Regions from separate parts of the Mus musculus genome. Here regions 1, 3, 4, 5 and 6 are each linked to region 2. A link is a contact called in public HiChIP or PLAC-seq and promoter capture Hi-C data. All regions are on one chromosome and are shown on one strand. The core of a region is the stretch at or near the end of the contact, and the rest is flanking DNA. Distances in the headings are between cores, read along the strand shown. Region 1 holds the start of Mprip (myosin phosphatase Rho interacting protein). Region 2 holds the start of Drg2 (developmentally regulated GTP binding protein 2). Region 3 has its middle 36 kb from the start of 1810063I02Rik. Region 4 holds the start of Zkscan17 (zinc finger with KRAB and SCAN domains 17). Region 5 holds the start of Aldh3a2 (aldehyde dehydrogenase family 3, subfamily A2). Region 6 holds the start of Olfr225 (olfactory receptor 225).

Region 1 (2,700 bases), core at 112-2,611, 790 kb after region 2:
AAAGTGCTGCAAACAAGGCCAGGAATCCTCAACACCAGAAACGGGAGAGCAACCAGTTCCCAAGGGCCAGTTGCCCAAATTGGAGACCTTGTACCAACACAAATTCCCAATCTCCTACACTGCTCCGGGGTTGGAGGTCTTTGGCAATCTAGGACAATGTTTTCCATGACTGTGACTTGGAGGTCTGGAACTCTGTTTTCCATGACTGTGACTTTGACACGGGTTAGGAAGAGCGTCTAACCTGGTCCAAAATCCTGACTAACAAATTAAGGGCAGACAGAGGGGGAAACCAACTTTCCCCAGAATGTACAGGTCTTCTTGGTCTCCTGGGCCAGAAAGCAAAACCAAGAAGGGAAGCCCCTACCCCTCGACAAAAGCTATTCCTACCTTCAGTTCAAGAGCAAGACCCACCCATCTGAAGAGAAACACCTCATCTCTCTTCAGACCCTGACGGTGACAGTGACTTAGAAGGAGAGCAGGCTCTATTCCACAAGATGGAAACTGGTGACCCACGCAAACATGCCAATTCCTGGGACAGTTTGGTGGCCAAGTCTGCGTCCAGTCCCAAGACAAGTCGCGAGGGGGGCGAGGGGGGGGGTAGTACTGACAAGTGGCAAGCAAGCCCCACTTTGTTCCTATCCAGGGAAACCAGACATTTTTTTGAGTCACCCAACAAGCATGAATCACACGGCAGAGCTATGGGAACGGGAAAGGATGTTATTTTTCGGCATTCTTGAGGATTTTCCCTTTGTCCCAGCTCTATCGATACTCTTCCCGCCCCCATTCCAACCCCATCCCCCAACTCTCACGCATTTTTTTTCCCTGCTCCATTTTTATTCTCTCTTGGCCTTCGCAGGCTCTGCGCTCCCCGGCACGACTCGCAGGCAGGACTCTCAGCTCCGCACCCGCGGCAGCTCACCTGCGTCAGGTCCTCGTCGTTGAGCAGATGCGACTCGCGGGGCTTGAAGCAGTTCTGACACTTGCTCTTGTTGAAGATGTTGGCCTGAAATTTCCTGCACGGGTTTTCCTTGGCCGCCGACATGTCGGCTAGGCGGCCGCGGAGCGGGCCGCCACGGCCCAGCGCTCTCCCGGGGGTCGGGGACTCAGCGCGGCCGCCGCCGCATTTTGCGCTGGCCGCCGCAGGCCCGGAAAGGCCTCCCCTCTCGCGCCGCGCCCCGCCTGCTCGCCGCGGCCTCAGAGCGCGCGCGCCGCCTCGCGCCCCGCCCCGCCGCCCGGCCGCTGTGGGCCCATGGACGGACGCGGCCTCCGGCCGCTGGCTCCACCGCGGCCGCCCCCAAGGCGCCGGCCGGCAAGTCCAGCCGTCGCGCTCACCCGGCGCCCGCCGCCACCGCGAACGAACCGAGCTGGGCGCCGCGCGCACTCGGGGAGGGGCGGGGTGGGGCGGGGCACCGCAACCGGCAGCCCCGCGAGCCAATGGCACCCGCACGCTCCTGCTAACAAAGAAACCCGTCGACCAATGGATGACGGGGGCGGGACCGGGAGCAGCGGGCGCAAGGTAACTTGTCCAGGCTGGGAAGGTGGAGGCGCTGGGATGGAACTTTCAGGTTTGGTGGACTGGCGCCGCCGCCCGCGGCCTGACAGCTGCGGCGTTGGGCTGGGCTGCTCCCGGAAGGACGCCGGAGATCTCCGCGGTCTCCCTGCGGGCCCCTGTCTTTCTCGTAGTCTCTTCGCTGCGGCCTTCTGCCTCGTCTAGCCTGCGCCCCTACTGTGTGCTAGGTCTGTGGTCGACCCAGATGCCACCATAAAGACTAGAAATTGTTTCAAGTGCTTCCCGTGTTTTAGATCATTAAAGTTCCATAACCTTCCCGTGACCATTCCGGTTTTACGTAAGGAAACTGAGGCGCGCGGAGCAGTTAAGTAATAAGACGTAGTGTTTCCGAGGTGACTAGAAGATGTCAGCAGCCGTGAGGAGTTGTCAATTCTATTATGGGAGCCCAATTCTGCTAGAGTTACGTACGCACTCTTACCTCCGTTTTGTGCTTGAGGAGACAAAAGCTCAGACACTGCGAATAGCTTGTGCAAGGTCACTCTGCAAGAAGGGCCTGAACTATATACTACAGGCCACTCTTGTCCAGACTCCCAGGCAAAAGGCCACTTGGAAAGGAAACGACAGAGGAGTCCAGAATGGGCGGAGGGGAGGGGGATGGAGGGGGACAACCCCTGCTCCTTAGGAGGCAAATTGTTCCCAGCAGCAGTGAAATGGATCTAAGCAGAGAGCATGCAGAACTGTTCCCAAGGTATGCAGGTGTAAGTGTGGGGAGGAGGAACAAGAAAGGAGTATGTGGTCCCAGAACTCTGAAAGTAGATCTAGGAGGGTGGAGAGTTTAAGGCCAGTCTGGACCGTAATGAGACCTTTATAAGGAGGCTAAGGAGGAGAGGAAAGGGAAAGAGTGAGGGAGGCAAGACAGAAAGGAGGAATCACTTTGACCTGAGATTCCAGGCTCAGCTGGCTGGCAGTTCCAGAAGTCAGCCTGTGTTTTTTAACAGGCTGAACTAACTCATTCTTCACAATGGAGGTGATATTGGAGCAGGTGGTGGCACTGAGAGCAGCTGCGCTCAGGTCACAAGGAGGCTTTAGGAGAGAAATGCCTTCAGAGTTGCGTACTTTTCCACTGGTCATCTGGTGACTACCCCGGGGAGGTGCATTTCCATTTTGAGAAAGAAATGCTCTCCTGCACA
Region 2 (2,864 bases), core at 164-2,663:
TGCGGCCCCAGGCAGAGGATGGGTACCTTGTGCTTAGTTCTCCTGACATCACCCAGCACTCATGGAGGGAGAACAGACTGTTTCACTGTACACCTGTCCCTTTTCCTTCTCCTTTATAGTATTGTCAGGCCGGGCGTGGTGGCGAACGCCTTTAATCCCAGCACTTGGGAGGCAGAGGCAGGCGGATTTCTGAGTTCAAGGCCAGCCTGGTCTACAGAGTGAGTTCAAGGACGGCCAGGGCTACAGCGAGAAACCCTGTCTCGAAAAACCAAAAACCAAACCAAACCAAAAAAAGTATTGTTAGGGTTACCATACTGCTTCCAAATTCTGGGGAACAGGGTTAAGTTACTGAGAAGGAATTCTGTTTCAGGTCTTACCGAATCCGCATGATAGCAGGGACATGGTTGAGACTGAGGACCTCAGCTGTCCTGCCCCAACTCCTTCCACCCTTCTCTGACTTTATCCTTGCCTCAGGACCTATGAACCTGCTGTTGCCTGAATTTAAGTCAGATCAATCCCACCCTGCCATTACTGCCTGGAAAGGTCACTTAGCCTTGTGCATCCGAACAGGAAGGGCAGCAGCACTAACTCTGTCACCACATTTCTTCAAGACTCGGGAAAGCACCAAGGCTAGACACTGCTTGGCAGTCCCACCTCTCCACTGATCCCCAACCCTCACAGTTTGATGCTTCCTTGGTGTTGTGTATTTGGGGTGGTTTACTTTAAATATTAGGTGATCACTCTGGCAAGGGCTTTGCACATGTGAACCACAACAGAGCGGGTGTTATCCCTATCCACAGATGAGGACATTGGGTCGCCAAAAACTGACATGACTTTACAAGGTTACATAGCAAGAACGTAGTGGACAAATTCTCCAGTCCCTACTTCCTTGACACTAGCTCGCTGGCGCCTGCCTGTCTGCCGGGACAAGCTGTTTTGTGAGATGTCTTCTCTTGCCCTTCTCAGCATGAAGGCCCAGCTGCCAGGACCCTAGGGGAAAATCTCCGACACTGCCTTTCTGGGTCACGGGCTTATTGTGCGCGCTGAGGTTTCTCTACTTGAACACTGAGTCCAGCACAGATCAGATCTCTCAAGAACCCTGAAATCACGTCGCTGAATGTGCCCGCTCCCGCCTCACGCACGCCTCGGCACTTCCCCGGTGTTTCTCCGGCCTCGGTGGTGGCTCCAGTTGTCCCCTCATTTTACAGACAAGAAAAACAAGGAGGGTAGAAAGGGAGACCCCTCCGATCCCGCCCTTACCCTTGTTCTTCTGCGTTCGAGCGATCTCCTTCTCGATCTCCGAGATTTTCTCCAAGATCCCCATAGTTGCAGCTTCGGCGGAGATTCACGCTGCCTATAGCTTACAGCGCTGAGCGCTCACGTCTAATGCCGGAAGCAAAGCAGTCAGAACCAGGAAGCGCACCAAGAATGGAGTCCTCCCGAGCTCCCGGTGCTACGAGATTCGGAGTCCGGGCACACCACGTGGAGAGCAGATACCATCCGTTCCTACCTCGTCCAGCTGCGATGAGCATCCGGGTCTTGACTTTGGTTCGTTAGGACCAGACCCCAAACTGCTTTGAGTTTGCAAAGCAGAGGGGGAATCTCTTTTCTCTTTGATAGTGACAGAAAAGGAGATGGGCAGAAAGTCTTAAGGCTCCCATTTTGTAAAGGCAGTAAAAGAGTCTTGGGGTCTAGCCTGCTGGAGTAACCTTTAATCCCAGTACTCAGGAGGCAGGAGCAGGAGGATTGCTGCGAATTTGAAGTCAGCTGGGTTGCACAGCTAGTATCAGTGTCAGATAGGAAAGCAAACGAAAAGTTCAAAACTGGGCTCAGCCGTTAAGAGCACTTAATGCCAGCTTTAATGTGGGGTATTGTTTTTTTGTTTTTTTAATTTTTAAATTAGATGTATTCATTTTATGTGTGTTTTGCTTGCATATATGTATGTACACCATGTGCATGTGCCAGTGGAGCTCAGAACAGGGCACCAGATCTCCTAAAAGTATAGTTTCAGACGGTGGTGAACAACCACGTGGGTTCTGGGAATCGAACATGTCTGTTTCAAGAACAAAGTGCATGGGGTCACCAGTCTCGCTTGCATTGCAGTTTCCGAATAGGTATTGCAAATTACAGCTGTTAAATGACAGTGCCAAGATAGAATGAAGCTCTGGCTGTGAACTCCAAGTCTACACACCCTCATGGTAATGCAGTAGATGTGTATGCTGTTTCTGCAAGGTAGTACGATTTAAGTGTGGTAGGTTTATATGATGTTTTGAGTGGGTATCAAAAGGTGATGGAGCATTTTGGAAGCTGGGGTGGTCAATGCAGATGAGAAGGCCTGAGAAGCCCAGGCCCAAGTCCTCAGGTCCCTTCTGCCTCAAATTTCCTTTTAAAAAACAATTAGCATTCAAAATAATGGGTTATAACATTTTAAAAGATGTTTTATTTTCCATGTATAAGTGTTTTGCCTACATGTATGTGTATACCACATGCATGTCTTCCTTGTTGCCTGCAGAGGTCAGAAGAGGGCATCAGATTGCCTGGATCTGGAGGGATGCTTGTGTCCCACCATAGGGGTCCAGAGTCAAACCTGTGCCCTCTGCAAGTACAAGTGCTCTTAAGCACTGGGCCATCTCTAGCCCCATAACATTTCCATTCATATACCTGTATCTTGCACTTCTTTTATTCCCTATCCCCACCCCTTCCATCAACTCCTTCCTAATATGGCTGTTGGAATCTTTTACCACCACCTTGTAACCCCAGAAGTAAGCTCACTTTGACTTTACAGTTGGGGGAAATGGCTCAATTTCCAAGAATGCTAACATCTTCTCTGCTGTCTGCTTCATGATCCCATGGTCCTTAATTTT
Region 3 (2,783 bases), core at 12-2,511, 570 kb after region 2:
CTGGTACCAACTTCTGTCTTAAAGTTACTTTTCTATTGCTGTGATAAAACACCATGATCAAGGCATAAAAGAAAGTGTTTACTTTAGTTTATGGCCTCTGAAGGTTAGCATTCATGACTGCAGAAAGATCACATCCTGACTGATCCACAAGTAGGAGAGAGAGAGAGAGAGAGAGAGAGAGAGAGAGAGAGAGAGAATGAGAACACTGGGAATCCTCCAACAAGGCCATACCTCCTAATTCCCCCACAAAGTTCCACCAACTGTGAAGCAGAGGAGGCTGTGGGGACCATTTCTATTCAAACCATCACAATCAGCCTGTATGCATGTCCAGCCACACACTACAACTGGTTGATCGCCCTGGTTACCTGCTGCCTGGAAGCTGTGGGACCACTCTCTGCCAGCATCTCAAGAGAGGGTGGGAGGGAGCACTTAGCACCAGCCTGGGAAGACACCAAAACAGGAGACTTCAAAGTCATTCCATTTGGTGAAGTAAGTATAACACATCACACCTTACAGTAAGTCAAGGATCAGCCAGGGAAGATGCGCCACATAGAAAATGACCAGGAGGTCAATACCTCCTTCCCAGATCTGAGCATAGGCTTTACACAGCATCGCAGGGCACCTGAGCGTCAGGTCCCCATTCCCAAGACTTTCCCAACCCACAGCAAAAGGCCTAGCAGGGCTCTCCTCCAAGGAAAAAGTGGAGGTTTTTTTTGGGTGTGTGTGAATAAGAGTGGCCCCCATAGGTTCATATATTTAAATGCTTAGTCATCAGGGAGTGGCACCACTGGAGAAGGATTAGGAGGTGTGGCTTCGTTAGAAAAAGTATGGTTTTAAGGTTCCAAATGCTCAAGCCAGACCCAGCGGCCCTGACTCTTTCTGCTGCCTGTAATCTGGTTGTAGAACTCTCAGCTATGTCTCCAGCACCATGTCTGCCTGCCATGAGGACAATGTACTCAACTTCTGAAACTAAGACAGCTCCAGTGAAATGTGTTCCTTTATAAGAGTTACAGTGGTCATGACGTCACTTCACAGCACTAGAACACTAAGACATGGCACCTTAGCCAAAGGGGATGGAGAAGGATGCAATAGGAGAACCCAGGAAGGATTTGGAGTGCTCTGCAGGGAGAACATCCTTCACTATCCAAGGTCAGCAAAGGAGAAACAATGTTTCTGAAGTCGTGGGTACAGAAGGGCGTGATGTGTGGTCCAGCTCTGCGGGTAGCTACGCCTCAGCCTAATCTGACTTCCCCAGTCCCAGGGGAAGGCCAGGAACTGAGAATAGACGTCATCCTATTTTCCAAACAAACAGCTGGCATAGTGCCTTTAAACTCTGAAAATTTTGTTTCTTCTTCACCGTTTTCGTCAGCTATCCTTGGGGCTTTATAAATAGAACCACTCAAACGCAGGCAGGGGTAAATCAGGCAGCCAGTCTGAATATTCAGCACAGGGCTCAGAGCCTGGGGAAGAACAAAATGGGTGAATTAATGGCCAGGCAGAGCCACCAGCTACTTCCTGGGGCCCCAGAGAGAGGAAACCTGCAAGGGCAACAGGGCAACAGATGGTCAGAAGCCCCAGAAAAGACTACGCGGCCTCTGAACTTGTCTGCCTTTCCCAGAAGCCCTCCATGCTTCCGGAACACCCTCCCACGGAGCTTCCGGTGCCATATGGCCCAGGAGCGCCCCCAAGCCCTGTGCTCTCGCTCCTTTAAGTGCTCTCCTTCCTCCACAAGAAGCTTTTCTCAAGAATCCAGGGCTAATCATGGCTGCAGGCTCCTGTTTTCATATGGCTCTGGGGCGCCTCCATGTGAGACCAGCTGCCGATGGCTACAGCTGTTTAAACACTGCCTGTGCTATCACATGGATATCTCTGTGTGGTTGCGGGAGGCCATGCAGGATGATGCCTTCAGGATGTTTATATTCTTGGGACGGTGGGGGTGTCACTGTCACAGGAGGTTGGGTGCCATCACCGTGCTCCTCTACCCTTTCCCACGGGCCTACCCTTCTGCACAAGGCTGCGCGGGCCTTGTCTTAGTTCTTAGTCCCTCCATGGTCTTCAGCTTTCTGAACTGTGCCCTTCCCTCATGGCCCTTCTTATCACCTGCCCTGCCCTGCAAATTCCCCTTTTTCTTGTGTCCTATTTAAATATCTGTCCATCTCTCTTCTTCCTCTCCATCTCTGTTCCTTTGGGATCTTAGGGGTTAGGGACATAGCCTTTCCCCCCAAATGAAGGAGAGTTGCAGGTGGTGGCCCAGAAGCTGGAGGTGGAGAGGTCCAAGTTTAGGCAAAGGATGCCATTTAAGAAAGACCTGGTGTCCGAACACTGTTGAAGAGCAGTCTTCACCCACCTCAGCCTCTGGAGGAGGGAAGTGTAGTGTAGAGGCTTTGTGGTGGGATACAGGCTCCAACCAAAGTGGTGGTGAGTAGCTAGTGAGGTCAGAGGAGCTGGGCTAGGCAGGAGGCAGAGATGAGGACTTGGCAGTAATGAAAGGCTTTGCGTACACAGGGGTATCTACCTCAGCTGACACCCTGGGAACAGGCTGGGCAGTTGCTCAGCATGAAGTTGACCCAAGCTCCAGTAACCATTGACAGCAGATGGGCTGGAAGCCAAAGCTGGGGGAACCTAACATCAGACAGTGTCAAGAAAGAAGCTGATAGGAACTGAGGTCACAGCCCTCCTCAGGGAAGTCCCACTCTACCCCATTGATACCCTGGCTCCCTGTTGGCACTGAAGATGAACAAAGTCTATAACCTAGTCAGTAGTCAGAGCATGTCAGCACACAG
Region 4 (2,843 bases), core at 113-2,612, 950 kb after region 2:
CATATTCCCTGAATAGCCTCACAATGAAGCAGACAGCATCAGTCTCCTGTATGAGGGAGGTACCTGAAGCACAGAGAGGTCACGCAGGCCTTAGATCACCTGACTGCGCCTTGATGGGTGTGATTTAACACAGGTGCTCCGATTCCAGTCTATTAGTCCCTATTCCAGGTTCTATGCAGAAGAAACACAGAAAGAAGGCATATTAGGAGTCATTGGCGGCTTCTGAACAGCGAGAGGGGACCTAAATCCTGAGAGTTGTGAGCTCAGGGGGAGAAACTAAAGGGAAAGTGTTTGTGGGGGGAGAAAAATCCCATGTATCAGCCACCTCCTGGCGCTGCATTTTACCTGCGTGAGGGCTCCAATAAGTGCGCCTCTGAGGAATCCAAGTATTGAGCAGCCACCAGGCAGGAGCCTAAACAGCAGCCCTTCGGGATACACAACTGGACTAATCACTAGGCTTGACTCCCCAACGGGGTCTTTGGTCATTCCAGGCTGTGCTTCCTGGCTGGTGTTTTTGAAAAGGGATTGGCATGGATTTGTAAGTCTAGGTGGCTCCTATTGCTCTCTGTGAGCCTTAAGTCCCAGCCTTGGGTGACCCTTGCTTGCTCAGCGTTCTTCTGCACTTGGGGAACAATCATCCACTTGACTCACCTCCTAATGTCCCAAAACCTCGACCCTTAACTCCATACCTACTAGTCGGAAGAGATTGTCCCAGTCCCAATTATTAGAAGGAAACGGAAGCACGAAGTCTGCCGGTGGTGGGGTGTCTCTATCAAACCACCTTCTTTAAGGGTGACTTCCTACCATGTACCTTCGAAAGAGAACCAGAAAGGGGAAAAAAAATCAGCACAGTAGCTCACTTCTAGGCAGATTTTTCTTTGCTTCCTCCCTTTGACAGTCCGGCTCCATTGTCCAGCCCGAGGGAACTGAGGGAGGATTTGGACTCTACTCAACACAGGGTAGATGAGGCAGGAATAGGTTCCAATGCCCTAGTTCTTGGTCACCTCTCACTCTCCGTGACTTAAGTCACTCTGTCCTGTGTTTATGCATTAAGCCAGCGACAAGCTCCCCAACTCATACTCTCAGGATTGGCAACCTTCTCTCTCCGTACTCACCAGGACTATCCTGGTGCTCAGAGGGACCCAGAGTGCTACAGTCTTCCTTAAACAGAGAAATCGTAGATCATCTCCATGCCACGAAGCCGCGGGCCGCTGCTTCGGCGAGCACCGTGGATCGCTGGGTCTGCATTTCTCCAGTCCTACCGATTTGGGTGGCTCTGGCAGCGTTGGCTTTGAAATGGAATTGCGGCTGGAAGGGATTGGGGCACAACAGCACACACGGGATGCAAATGGTCACTGGGAGATCCCCTTACACCTCATCCCTCCTCCTCCCAATTCTGGCATTTCGCCAGCGCCGCCAGACCAGCCCTTCCCTGCGCCCACACAAGAGGAGCAGAGAAGAGCAAAGCCCCAAGCCGGCCTCCCTGGCTGGTGGCCGCGCGAACTGGCCCCCAGCGCCCGGGTCCCGCCGGGGCGCGCGCGCGCATCCCGAGCCCGCTAGGAAGGCCCACAAAGCTAAAGCCCGGGCCCCGGGCCCAGGCCGGGAGAGCACGGAGCGGGGCGGGGCGGGGCGGTCCAGGCGGGCCGGGGGTGTCGGATGTCACCCCCCCGCGTACACCTCGGCCAGGAGGCGGGGAAGCGAACCACTGAGATGAGGAGACCTCCTCGGTCCTAGAGCGGTGCAGGAAGTGTCCCAGGGGAGGGAGCCGGAGGGCTCCGGCCTTTCCTTTCCGCGGCGGCCCGGCCTACGCGGCCCGCCAACCGGGACGCTGCGCAGCGGTGAGTATACTGTGGCCCGGCTTCCCATGCCCCGCTGTCTGAACCCGGAACCCGCTCCCCACTTCCCGCGCTCTGATCCCCAGCCCGCGCCTGGGTCCTGCTCCCTGTTCTCCTCTTCCCGCGTCCGGGCCCAGATCCCTGCTCCCAGAGCCGCGTCCTCATAGGTGCCCTCGGGGATGAAGCAATACAATTCTCTTCCAGGCGTCTCCCTTCGCTCCCAAGCCCAGCTGATGCATTCTAGAGGATCCCGAGACAGGGTTGGCCTGGCCAGGGACCGAGTCTGGCCCATGCATTGGAGCCGCCTCTGCCAAAACACCAGAGAGACCGAGCTGGAAGGTGAGGATCTGCTCGCCTGCTGTCCCGGGCTTCGAAGGAAAGAGCCAGCAAATCTGAAAGAGTGGAAGCGACAGAAACCCCATAGTTCTCCTGGCCTAAAACACCCTCCTCTTCCTCCTCCTCCTGCTCTTCATTCCTTCCCTGGGATCCTGCGCCTTCAATAACTGCTTTGGGCAAGCCCCGCCCCTGCGGGAGCCCTCCCCTCCCTAACGGTAGTTCATTCATAAAGCTTCCGCTCCCGAGGCTCCTGCGCGCCAGGTGCCAGAGTGACAAAGAGGCACACGCTTGTCTGGCCTAGGGCTCTTTGAGAGCAGTCCCCCAGCAGAACCGGGTGCTGAGGGTGGGACCCTGGACACACTATCCTAAGTGTAGACCTGAGCCATTCAGGGCCCAGCAGGTGGGAGACAGTGGGCGGAGGAAGCAGGAGAGAGCGGGCGGGGCCCGGATTGGGTTCTTAATACGGGAGTAAGACGTGAGAGTAGTCGAGGTTCACAGCCTGTTGCTTTCAGAAGCTCGCGTCGGGTGTCTGCCTTTACTTCGGCAATCAGAGGAATACAGAAAAGTTGAGGTTCCAGGTTGTTATTCGGTTGCTTGGTGGCTTTCTGGTATCGCTTGTCTTCCAGCAAAGTGGTGCTGCCCCGCTGGGAGTCTCTTCCAGGTGAGGGTGTA
Region 5 (2,700 bases), core at 89-2,588, 810 kb before region 2:
GCATGGGGGTGGAGTGGGGCGGATGGTCTCAAAGATCAGAAACTGCTCCAATGAATCTCAGCTGAAACTCATTGCAGTACTGCCCACTTCTGTGCCATTTGGAGACACTGTGACTGTCATCCTCTAGGACTAGGAGCCACCTTGTCCAAGAAATTCCTAGAGGCAGGAATATACTGACTCTCCTTCCACGATAGAAATGCCAGCACCTGCCACACTACTGAGTCCATGGGGAAACAGAAATCTTTAGTGTCCTGGTAGTCTGTCCTTCCTTCCTTCCTTACTTTCTTCCTCTGGCAGAACTTCCTGGGAGGCCAAGGAGGGAGGAGAACCTACTCTGGGCTCCTGAACTACAGAGTGTAAAACGGTAAGTACAGAGCTAAGAAGTAACAGATTCATAGTCGCCAACCAATCAAGCAAGCAGCCTATTAGAGTGCTATTGCTATATATAGTAGATATGTAGTATGGTTTGAACCACTCATTATTGGGCTCAACATATATTTTGAAGATCAAGTCAAAGAGACAGGGAACACTGTAGGAAGTATGAGTTGTTTGCTGAAGAATAATAAAAAGTTCTAATGAAATTAACTATAAGAAGTCCATTATAAGTGTAAATAGAGATTAGCATTTAAATGTGTCCTTGGGAGTCCAAGGAAAGATTGGGTGAGAGCCTTCTCTGCTCTCTACTGGTAGAATTAGATGAGTGACTGCGCGGAGAGAACTTAGTCCCAGACATTTGAATACTTTAATGGGTCAGAAAAGGGAGAAATCCAGAGATGGAAAACCTAGGGAACGCCAAGGAAGGGAAGCGGAAATGTTTCCAGAAGATGGGAAGGACAACACAAAGTGACCGCCGTCGCTGAGCAGCCCCAGATGGGTACGAAAGTCAACCATTGCTAATTAGCCTGGAGAGGAAATTTGGGAAAAAACCTTGGATGGTACGCAGTAGAGAGGATTGAAAATCAGTGTGGGCGATGACAATGCTTGTGTGTGTGTGTGTGTGTGTGTGTGTATACACTGGATTCACCTCCTTCGCGTGCGTCACCCGGCCCGCCCCACCCAGGCCCGCCCTACCCAGGCCCAGCGACTTTGCCTCTGAATCTGAGGCACTGCAGGCGAAGGGAGACTACTTCCGGCCGGGTGAGCACCCTCGGGCCTCAGTTCCTCCTCCTAGAGGACGCTTGGCTCTTTTCTGAAGCCAGAAGGACTTCTTCCGCGTCTTCGCGTGCCAAAAATTGCACCTACACACCCGGCGCCCGGGGACCGCAATCCCGCGGCTAGATTAGAGGTAAGGGGCGGGGCCTCATAGTCACGTGCAGCAGCTCAGCCAATGAGTGCGCACTTTGTCGTTAGCAGGGAAGTGCTGGGGTTTGGCCCACACCCGGGCCGGGTCTAGGCCAGTAGGCGGATAGGACCCAGCAGCGGAAAGTGGCAGTGAGCTGTGGCATCATCCATAGCAGCTCCTTACTGGTACTGTGCTCCCTCACCTGCCTCGCTCCGCGTTCTCCTCAGGCCCGGCCATGGAGCGCCAGGTCCTACGGCTTCGCCAGGCGTTCCGGTCCGGCCGATCTCGGCCGCTGCGCTTCCGATTGCAGCAGCTTGAGGCCCTGCGGAGGATGGTGCAAGAGCGCGAGAAGGAAATCTTAGCAGCCATCGCGGCAGACCTGAGCAAAGTGAGCCTCCACAGGGTGGGAGGGGCCCGATGAGCCACCTTATTCCTTCTCTGTAGCAGGTTGTTTGGTTTTGTTTATCCAGCAGTTAAGAGGAAGCAGAGTACCCTGGACTCTGGACTCTCCAGCCCCGCTTAGAGCCCAAACTGTTGTATTTGCACTCATATTGAAGTGCATACTTTACTTGGCGCCGGCAATTTCTCGTCTGCGAACGCTCTGTATAGCCTTGCCCATTTCTGCTGCGTTCATAGTCTCTTTCCTTACAATGTGCAGTTAACTCTGGATAGGCTGGATCTCAGTAGTTTGTCTGCTTGGTAGGTTTCAGCTATTTCACTCCCTGTCTTTATTTCATGACGTTAAAAGAATGGTTTCTTTTTGTTGACAGTTCTTTTTATTTCCTATAATCTTCAGCACTGAAATTCCCCATATGACTTTGTGTGACATTAATCATATACATGATTGACCTCCAGTATACAGACAATCACCCTGGGGACCTGATAAAATACAAATCCTGACTTAGTCCTCGTGAGACTGTGTCTGAGATTTCTAATGAGGGCCCAGGTGATAACATATGGCCTGTTTAGAAGCAAGCTTTGAGTACCAAGGTTTTAAGTAGTGTTCAAGGTACAACTATGGTCTGTTGTACTCTCTAGTAATATTATTTCTCCCTTTTACTTTCTATCTGTATTCCAGGCATGGTAAGACCTCTATTTTCAGATTTTCAATCAAAGACTGCTTCAAAAAGTGGTAACAGTAGTTGTAGTAGAATCTAGAAACCTTCCTTCAGAGTACTTCTGGTAAAGAGGGGCTGTGGTAATTAGTAAACAAGATAGGATAGTGAATATTAAAACTCTGTGAATCATCCACTCCTCAAACATCAGATAGTTTGTGTATGTTTGTTCATACATAGCGTTCCTGAAGAAAATATATTAAGTCCAGAATTTAAAATCTGGCTCCAAAGTAGAACATATGCAGGTGTGACTCTGGTTATAAACCAGTGCGTTAAGGATGAAGTATCAAGATGCTGCTCAAA
Region 6 (2,700 bases), core at 166-2,665, 840 kb after region 2:
AGGGAGGAGGGTTGGCTGGTGACCATCAGAGGACATGGGAATGTTTGCTCCACAGGGTGGAGCAATAGAGCTGGAAAACTGAGACAGCTTTCTATGGGAGAGAGCAAGTGTTCCCATTACTTCTCTGACACACAGGCACATGCGCACACATTCTGTCAGACGGTGCCTCCTTCCTCTTGTGTCTGAACAGCATCACAGGTTAGCTGTAAATAAATCATTTCCTCCACTCTGTGCAAAAAAGGAAGCCACAGGTCTTTTTCTGTCAGTTTGCTGGGGTTTTTTTTTGTAAGAAGTCCTATCTCCTTGAATAAAATGGAGGCCCTTCCCTGCAGACAGTAATATACATCACTGATCTGGGACCTATGGGATACAAGACACCACATCGTTGCCACCTTTGGCTTATTGTCACTATGATTCACTATGGGTCCGAAACACATGGACAAGTGAGGTGAGTTCCAGGTCCTGTCAGTGCCCTGCGGGTCGAGCAGGTTTCTATCTTTTCCCAGAACCTTCAACATGGCCGCCTTCATGTCTTTGTTTCTCAGAGAGTAGATGAAAGGGTTTAGCGTGGGGGTCACCAGGCAGTAGAACAGAGTTAGAAACTTGCCCTGGTCCTGGCTTGCCAAATTGCCAGGCTGCATGTACATGTAGATGATGCTACTGTAGAAAAGAGACACCACCGCCATGTGTGACGAGCAGGTGTTGAAGGCCTTGCGCCGACTAGCTGTAGACTTGATCCTCAGGACGGCGGCAGCAATGTAGCCGTAGGAGACCAGGATCATAATGAGAGGCACAAGAACAATAGGGATGGCCAGGATGAAAATTAGGCCTTCTATCCAGCTTGTGTCCACACAGGAGATGTGGATGATAGCCGGCATCTCGCACACAAAGTGGTTGATACGGCGATGACCACACCGCCCCAGAGACATGGTCAGTGGGGACATCAGTGTCGAGCTGGCTGTGCCACCGAGCCAGGCAAAGGCTGCCAGCTTCAGGCACAGCTGTGGGTGCATGATGGTCAGGTAATGCAGTGGCTTGCAGACAGCTACAAAGCGGTCGTAGGCCATAACTGACAGGAGAATGCACTCGATGCCCCCCACGGACAGGAAGGCAAAGAGCTGAACAGCACATCCTACGAAGCTGATGGTCTTCCGTGGGCCCCAGAGGTTAATCTGGAACTGGGGGATGCTACTGGTGCTGTAACAGAGGTCAAGAAGGGACAGGTTGCTGAGGAAGAAGTACATGGGTGTGTGTAGCCGGAGGTCCATGAGGGAGAGGAAGATGATGGCTGAGTTGCCTGTGACAGCTAGAAAATAAAAGACCGTACAGACAACAAAGAGGACCATCTCCAGCCGGGGCTGGTCAGAGAAGCCCAGGAGAATAAACTCCCCAGAGCTCTCATTGTTCTTCTCCATCAGCTGTGACCTGTTCAGAAAGCATGACACACAAGCATTAGGAAAAAGCCAAGATGATCTGGACACAAACGGTCCCCCAGCAGGGACGTATTTCACCACATCATCAATATTTTAACTGTAGCGACTTGTTTAATGCTTGCCTGTCAGGTGAGGTACCAGGAGAAGATATTTGTCTACCATGGAAGGAAGCTCAAACTATCCCCCAAAGAGCACTCTAATCCATTTAATTAAGGTAAACGGATAAATGTTCAAATCTTTTTTTTTTAGTTTAAAAATGGAGCACCTATTGATATTTTTAGAAATAAAGTAACATTTTAAAAAGTCACTTTCCCAGAGTCTTCTAACATTGCAGTGATTTTCAAAAACTTGATACAATCACCTTTTCATTTTTGTGAAATTGTTTCAAGAAGTTTGCTTGGATCTCCCATTTCCTCACCCCATGTCCATGTTTCAGTCATCAAAGATCAGTTGCATAAAAACCTAGGCTATTGTTCTTATGATCTTGTGCCACGAGTTACAGGTGGAAAGGGAATGAGGCACACGTTGGCATTCAAGTTACTCACAGTGACTAACTATGCTTCCAGGAAACTAAGAGCCCATGGTCCTAAATGTTCTGACTTCTGAAAAGCTAAAGATTTGGTCTCACCTTGTGACCTAGTGATTCAAGTGACATTGCCTAAGAGACCCAAAGTAGCTTTCATTGTGTGGAGTTTTTCTGAAAATTATGGCACACAGGAAGGAAAAAAAAAAAAGAGCAAAATGTCTCACAAATATGAGACATGTTGATTTTCAAGCTTCCTGAAGCCCCAGCGTTCTAAGATGCTGGTCTGCAAGGAGGAATTCACCTGTCAGGAGGATGCTTAGGAATACCCAAGCCCTGTTTGCTGCAAAGACCTCTCCTCAGAATGACCTGCATCTCTGAGAGATGCATGAAGAGACCGAGTCCAGGATTGAGATGTTGCAGCCAGGTGAGGCCCTCAGATGAAAGGGGAGTCAGGGCATTTTTCCCAAGAGAAGAAAAATGATTGCTAAAGGCTGAAATCTTCCCGCACATGGTTCTCTGTGCTTGGCCTTTCTCTTAAGAAAAGTCGCAGCCATGTTCTTGGGCAACAGAAGCTGGCAGCTGTCCTCCCTCATACCCCGCATGCCACAAGTCAACAGCCTGTTACTTGTCTCATGGCTACACTTTAAACCACGCTTTGCTTCCAGTTTAAAAAAGGGAATCCAGTAATACAATGAATGAAAAATAGAAGAAGTAGAAAATAAATATCACATGCTCCAAGAT

What was found. Promoter capture Hi-C pulls out the DNA fragments that hold promoters and counts their contacts. HiChIP or PLAC-seq counts read pairs in DNA pulled down with a chosen protein or histone mark.
Region 1: an HNF4G HiChIP or PLAC-seq map of pancreatic cancer cells shows a contact between it and region 2. The contact joins the promoter of Mprip here to the promoter of Drg2 in region 2. A contact is called at or near these places in 1 of 39 promoter capture datasets (liver), 1 of 115 datasets of contacts at active chromatin or transcription factors (pancreatic cancer cells) and 2 of 9 other capture datasets (adipose tissue and liver).
Region 3: a contact with region 2 is called in an H3K4me3 HiChIP or PLAC-seq map of pro-B cells, with 4 times the contacts expected there. The contact joins the enhancer-like site here to the promoter of Drg2 in region 2. A contact is called at or near these places in 3 of 39 promoter capture datasets (embryonic stem cells, liver and pre-B cells), 1 of 15 datasets of contacts at CTCF or cohesin (embryonic stem cells), 2 of 484 Hi-C or Micro-C datasets (the N1E-115 cell line and palatal mesenchyme), 4 of 115 datasets of contacts at active chromatin or transcription factors (embryonic basal ganglia, embryonic stem cells and pro-B cells) and 2 of 9 other capture datasets (adipose tissue and liver).
Region 4: a contact with region 2 is called in an H3K27ac HiChIP or PLAC-seq map of double positive thymocytes, with 7 times the contacts expected there. The contact joins the promoter of Zkscan17 here to the promoter of Drg2 in region 2. A contact is called at or near these places in 2 of 115 datasets of contacts at active chromatin or transcription factors (double positive thymocytes and large pre-B cells) and 1 of 9 other capture datasets (liver).
Region 5: an H3K4me3 HiChIP or PLAC-seq map of bone marrow-derived macrophages shows a contact between it and region 2, with 4 times the contacts expected there. The contact joins the promoter of Aldh3a2 here to the promoter of Drg2 in region 2. A contact is called at or near these places in 1 of 39 promoter capture datasets (hippocampal neurons) and 1 of 115 datasets of contacts at active chromatin or transcription factors (bone marrow-derived macrophages).
Region 6: a contact with region 2 is called in a promoter capture Hi-C map of embryonic stem cells, with 2.7 times the contacts expected there. The contact joins the promoter of Olfr225 here to the promoter of Drg2 in region 2. A contact is called at or near these places in 4 of 39 promoter capture datasets (embryonic stem cells, hippocampal neurons, liver and 1 more) and 1 of 115 datasets of contacts at active chromatin or transcription factors (pro-B cells).

What each region holds. Positions count from the first base shown.
Region 1 is chr11:59,661,168-59,663,867 of GRCm38.p6, reverse strand. It overlaps Mprip (myosin phosphatase Rho interacting protein), which reads right to left and starts at 1,361. Exons shown (of 24, transcript NM_001368931.1): 1 at 920-1,361. The coding sequence starts at 1,042.
Region 2 is chr11:60,453,140-60,456,003 of GRCm38.p6, reverse strand. It overlaps Drg2 (developmentally regulated GTP binding protein 2), which reads right to left and starts at 1,413. Exons shown (of 13, transcript NM_021354.2): 1 at 1,261-1,413. The coding sequence starts at 1,324.
Region 3 is chr11:59,884,314-59,887,096 of GRCm38.p6, reverse strand. No RefSeq gene overlaps it. Among named protein-coding and RNA genes, the nearest start is that of 1810063I02Rik, 36 kb to the left of the region's middle. Within about 2 kb of position 1,261, at least 107 of the 459 cell types and tissues checked have an H3K27ac peak or open chromatin away from gene starts, as enhancers often do. A contact at or near this core is called in adipose tissue, liver, pre-B cells and 1 more, where this site is marked.
Region 4 is chr11:59,505,159-59,508,001 of GRCm38.p6, reverse strand. Zkscan17 (zinc finger with KRAB and SCAN domains 17) reads left to right here and starts at 1,362. Exons shown (of 10, transcript NM_172941.4): 1 at 1,362-1,838; 2 at 2,040-2,174. It overlaps 4933439C10Rik (RIKEN cDNA 4933439C10 gene), which reads right to left and starts at 2,349. Exons shown (of 5, transcript NR_015585.3): 1 at 1,116-2,349; 2 at 690-811; 3 at 64-171.
Region 5 is chr11:61,265,824-61,268,523 of GRCm38.p6, reverse strand. It overlaps Aldh3a2 (aldehyde dehydrogenase family 3, subfamily A2), which reads left to right and starts at 1,338. Exons shown (of 10, transcript NM_007437.5): 1 at 1,338-1,670. The coding sequence starts at 1,518.
Region 6 is chr11:59,611,681-59,614,380 of GRCm38.p6, reverse strand. Olfr225 (olfactory receptor 225) reads right to left here and starts at 1,415. Exons shown (of 1, transcript NM_001011740.2): 1 at 156-1,415. The coding sequence starts at 1,415. The coding sequence ends at 156.